Regions from separate parts of the Oryctolagus cuniculus genome. Here region 2 is linked to region 1. The links are chromatin contacts, called in public Micro-C maps. All regions are on one chromosome and are shown on one strand. The core of a region is the stretch at or near the end of the contact, and the rest is flanking DNA. Distances in the headings are between cores, read along the strand shown. Region 1 holds the start of ABCC1 (ATP binding cassette subfamily C member 1 (ABCC1 blood group)). Region 2 overlaps ABCC1 (ATP binding cassette subfamily C member 1 (ABCC1 blood group)).

Region 1 (2,617 bases), core at 85-2,584:
GAAACCAGCATGCGGCTGGCTCCCAACCCCGCAGCAAACTGCAACCTGGCTACCTTCAGGACAACAGATGTGGCCAAGGGCATGCAGCTGCCTCAGCCCAAACGACACCCCCCCCCCCAAAAAAAAAAAAACAAAAAAAACACACAGCCTGCCAGCAAGGTCCTGAGAGCACCCTGGCCCACCCCCCGCAGCCTGCGGGGAAAGGGTACTTCTGGGTGCCAACCACCCACTCCTAAGAGCCAAGCGTGTTCTCCCTGGTTCCTAAGCAAAAGGAGACAAACGACCAAGTTCAGATTTGGCCTGCTGTGTTTACCAACAATCGAGACAGCCTGACGCCCCAAGTGCCCCCTCCTGGAGCAGAGGAATAAATCGCATTAGAGGGACACGGAAGCTCCAAGCGCTGGGGCTCGAGCCACAGCAAGTGGACTGAGAGGACCCGGCGCCTCCGGTCTCAGAGAAACCCGCCTGGGGGGAGTCAAGCCCAGAGGGCTGGGCGGCGCGTGCCGGGCTCCCCCTGGCTGCACCCTGACCCCGAGGCAGCCCACTTCTTCCCTCACCTTTTCCCCTGCTGCCCTGAACTTCCCCGGGCAGTATGTAAGCAGAGACAGAAAAGAAACGATGACAACATGAAACCACAGGGGAGCAGGGCGATGTCAAACCCGGGGGTGACAGGCCAAGCCCCAGCCCGCTCGGTGGGAAGTCCTTGTCTACCGTCCCGGCCTGGCTCACCCCGGGGTATTCTGCTCAAAGGGGAGACCCTCACCCACAAAAGAGATGGGCGAGCAGAGCCAGGGGACACCTCCTTTAACTGCCCCGTCTCCAGAGTCCCCCCCACCACGTCCTGGGAAGGTGACTTTGTAACCCCTAGTCTCCTGGAAGGGAACCCCAAAACACACAAGCCTCCTTCCCGCCCAGGCCCTGCCCCCCAAATAGGGCTCACGCCTGCCCGCACCCCCACCCCGCCAGCCCTGCTTCCTGGCAACCGAGTCGCCCAAGTTTCCCCCCCGTCCCCGGCCCCCGAAGGGGCCCGGGCCCCCCAGGCCGGCTGCAGGGCGCGGGCCCGGCGCTTCCCCTCGCCAGCCGGCCTCGCTCGCAGCCCGCCGGCCTCCCTCCGCCCGCCGGCCCCACGCGGCCGCCCAGCACGTACCCAGAAGGGGTCCGAGCCCTCGGCGCTGCAGAAGCTCTGGAGCGCCATGCGGCCGGCGCGGGCGGCGGGCGGCAGGCGGCGGGCTCGGGGCGGCGGGCGGACGGGCCCGGCTGCTGCTGCTGCTGGCGGCGGCGGGAAGGCGGGCGGCAGCGGCGGCGGAGGGAGCCGGAGCCGCAACGCCGCCTGGTTGGCCCGCGCGTCACGGGGATGCGGCGGCCCCGCCCCGCCCCGCCCCGCCCGGGCGCCCGGCTCACCTCACGCGGCCCGGCGTGGGCAGCGCGGACGGCGCCGGGACCCTTGGCGCTGCCCGGCGCGCTGGGGCGGCTGGGATCTACGTGTCCCCCGGGGGCTGGGAGTCCTGTCTGGCTCCCACCGTGCGTGCCCAGCAGAGAAAAGACCCTCTGGGAGCGTGTGCCAAGCGCCGCGTGCGTCGCGGGCTGACCCTCGCCGCTCACCCCGATGGAAGCGAAGCAGGTGCAGCGCCTTTCCTGGGGGTGGGGGGGGTCTCCCGGCCGGCAACTGCGGGGAGGCTGGGATTTGTACCCAAACGTGGCAGAGAAGTGGGGAGGCTCTCACTCGTGTACGCGCTGCACAGGGAGGCACTGAGGCTCAGAGAGGTGAAGCCACGTGGCCAAGGTCACACAGGATTCTGCCCGAAGCCACTCCAAACACCTGCTGACCCCACCTGTGCTCAGAGCACCTGCGCCGCTCCTGGGCCCTCTTTGAGCACCACGGGGGAAGGGGCTGGTTGTTGATCCTCAGCTCAGCAATAAAGGAGCAGAAGGGTGTGGTTCCTCACGGCGCTCCCCCCTCCCCCCCAGGTAAGTGAGGGTGTTATCCCCACGTGGCGGATACACTGTAAGGCTTGGAGAGGCAGAGCCGTTTGTCGGAGCTTGGTTAGATGAAGGGGGCTGAGCCAGACTTTGAACCCAGGGAAGCTGCATGGGGAGGGGGTCTCAGGAAGCCGTGACGCCAATGCCCCTATGTCATTGCGTCAGGATTGTTCAGTACACAGGCAGCCAGAGACACACCCAGGCCTGGGGCCGAGTCCTGAGCGTCTCCCAGGGCCATCTGGAATATTTATAACTTTATTCCCAGGCCATACAAAATGATCAACTTAGAACAGCCCGCTGCAGGTGTATTGAATTTCGAGTCCACCTTGCCCGGACCAGGCCAAATGGTGGGGCTGCCCTGCCCCGACCCCTGCTTCCCTGCCTCCCCTCTTCCTCAATCCCCTGCCTGATGTCTGGTGCCCCACACAAAAACGGGGCCAGGGTCTGCATCCGAGTCTCTCTCACGCAGGGCTACTATTTTCTGTGGTTTTGTCTCCTTGGCCCAGGTCCCCCTAAGGCTGAGTGGGCTTCGCATGTATACATTCAACAGGTATTTACTGAGTATATGTCAGGGTCTTGCCAGCAGCAAGACAAAATTGTTGTTCTTATAGAACTTAAAGAGGTGGGACTCTCCAAG
Region 2 (2,617 bases), core at 36-2,535, 54 kb before region 1:
CCCTGGCCACCTGCCTCACCTGGTTGCTGCGAGGATCAGATAAATGGCTACAGAAGCCAGGGGCACAGAGCTGCTGCCCTGCTATCCTCGGCACTGGGCAGGGCGGCCAGAACAAGCAGATGCCCCTGAAACACCAGAGCCTGCTCTGTCGGTAGCCAGCTGAGCACGGCACCTCCCCGCCCAGGGCTGCAGCACACACCCCGAACCTGTTCCCACGCACCTGTCCGTTTCCTCTTGCTATGCACAGAGTCAGAGTCCTAGTCTGCCTGGGTTCCTGCACAGCTTTCTCAGGGCCACCAAACTGGCCCGAGGAAGTCGCCAACACACAGCCCACGGCATGGGTGTCACGGTGTCCCACCATCTCTCACCAGCTCCCACCACAGCCAGGTGGGCGTTCCCATCCCCAAACATGACAACAACGCACTGTTCTCCCCAGACCGCTCACCCTCGGCCCCCGGGCTTGTCCCAACCCTGCCACTTATGCCTGGGCCGTCCAGCAGAATCTGACATGTTCCCCCATGCTCCCCCAAGTCCCACCCTGTTGCTGGGCCTTTGTCCGTGCCAGATCCTCAACCAGGAGCACCCTCCTGCCCTCCCCCCCACCCTGGTCTCTCCCTCCTCATCTGGAGCCCCAGGCTGAGCGGAGGACCAGGCCGGAGGCTGGCCACCACGGCCCCCCAGTGCTCAGCCCCTTCACAGCCTCCTCCAGCACTTGTTCGCTTATCTGCCTGCCACCCACCCCTCCCCATCTCTCAAGGGCAAGGGTCCAGGTCCCTCACCTCTAGCTCAGCTCAGCCCCTGGCAAGACCTTGAATTCTCCATGAATGAGAGGAGGAACGATCAGGGAGGAGCCTGAATCATGGTCCAAGACCAGGCTCTCTGTGGGCAGGGTGTGGGGGGTGAGCCGAGGAGGGGGAACCGAGAACAGACCCCGGGGAACTTCCTCCCTTCCCCGTAAGGCTCTGTATCCCGGCAGAGGTTTTAGGGAGTCACAGATCAAAGCCCATCACACTGTAACCTGAGGTCAGGAATGCCGCTGGATGGACCTTTTGTTGTAAGGGGAAAAGACAGGATGTAGAGAGACACTGAAGTCTGGCTCACGACTTAGGAGGTGAAGGGCACTAGCACGTTTCCCAGCCTAAGTTTCAGACGTCAGACTAGCCAGGTGGCCCGTCGGACAGATGTGGGTCAGAACCAGCGCTAACTGAGGCTGCAAGGACTTACTGTGTTGGATTTTCGTGGGAAAACCCCTCTTACGCCAAGGAGCTGAGCAGCTTCTACTGAATCAATCAGTGTTTTGAACCATGAATCTGCAGGGGCGGGGGTGGAGGGGTATCCGCAGGTCTGAGGTGGGGCCCAAGATGCTGCATTTCTAACAAGTCCCTGGGGGATGCCCAGCCCACGCTGCTAGCCCAAGGACACCTCCTGGAATGGCAGGGACCTACCAAGTGACCTCACGTGGCCTCTGTGCCCCTGATCCATCGACCTCCTCGGAGGAGGAGCAGCCTCAGCATCGGCCAGAGAAAGGGATGGGAGGCTGGGGCTGACAGGAGCCCCAGGAAAGCCCCGGGAGGCGTAGCCAGCCATAGCCTGGCTCCCCGAAGGACAGATGGGAGGAGCCCCACCCAGACGCCAGGCCAGGCCCAGAATAGCCGTCTGAGTCACGCAGTGGGTGCAGGGCCAGCGGGGGCGGCCAGCCCACTTGGTGACTCAGCACAGGGCAGCGGCCCCACCTGACCCTGCCACGCCAGGCCCAGGCCAACCACTCGCTCGGAGGTCAGGCGCCACCTGACTGCCCGATGGGACAGCAGCAGGAGCCGGACACCCCTAACCTTCCGGGCTCCCCTGGGACTTGAGCCCTGAGCGTGACAGATACCCATCGCAGCACCCCCTCGGCAAGTCACAGGCCTCTGGGCCGGGCCAGGAGATGCAGTGCAGCCAACAGCAAATAAAGCTGCAGCCCACGTTCAGGAAGCAGACACCGAGCTTCACCAAAGGAAGAACAACTTGCCCCAAATCATCAATCTAGCTGACCTCGCCTTACCTGATCCCACCTGCCCCGCCTGCATCCCCACGGCAGCTGTGTGGTTATTCCTCTGCCGGCTTGGTTAGCGGCTGTTTCCCAATGGGACCCAAGCCCCTGAGCAGGTACACGCGAATGATCTATTTCCCAAAGATGGCCAGAACATTACCACTGCCCCCCACCTACCCACCTCGGGCTGCCCCCCTTCTAGAGGCAGGGTCTATGTCTCCCCCTCCCCCATCACACCGGGCAGATCTGTGTGACCGCCCTGACCACGGAGCGTGGCTGCAGGGACACGGTGCGACTTCTGGAACTCGGTCACGAAGTCATACAGTGGAGTGGGCGTCTGTTGTGACGGTTGAGCTCCTGGCTAAGATACCCACATCCCATACTGGGGTGCCTGGCTCAGCCCCAGTGGTTACAAGCATTTGTGGGGAAGAACCAGGGGACGGCAGCTCACTCTTGTCCACCTGTCCACCTCTGTCTCTGGAAAATAAACAAGTGGTGCAGCTTCCGCCTGGTGCTGTCTCTCCCTCGGAACGCTCACTCTAGGACGCCAGCTGCCATGCTGTGGGGAAGCTGGGGCCACACATC

The links. Hi-C and Micro-C count contacts between places; a contact is called where the count stands out from the background.
Region 2: a Micro-C map of ear pinna shows a contact between it and region 1, with 2.2 times the contacts expected there. The contact joins the enhancer-like site here to the promoter of ABCC1 in region 1. A contact is called at or near these places in 3 of 6 Hi-C or Micro-C datasets (ear pinna, psoas muscle and an unstated tissue).

What each region holds. Positions count from the first base shown.
Region 1 is chr19:19,230,952-19,233,568 of mOryCun1.1, reverse strand. ABCC1 (ATP binding cassette subfamily C member 1 (ABCC1 blood group)) reads right to left here and starts at 1,334. Exons shown (of 31, transcript XM_051847486.2): 1 at 1,148-1,334. The coding sequence starts at 1,195. LOC103348573 (a long non-coding RNA gene) reads left to right here and starts at 1,409. Exons shown (of 4, transcript XR_011384670.1): 1 at 1,409-1,621.
Region 2 is chr19:19,284,574-19,287,190 of mOryCun1.1, reverse strand. All of the region lies in intron 5 of ABCC1 (ATP binding cassette subfamily C member 1 (ABCC1 blood group)), which reads right to left. Among named protein-coding and RNA genes, the nearest start is that of ABCC1, 54 kb to the right of the region's middle. Within about 2 kb of position 1,285, at least 4 of the 8 cell types and tissues checked have an H3K27ac peak or open chromatin away from gene starts, as enhancers often do. A contact at or near this core is called in ear pinna, where this site is marked.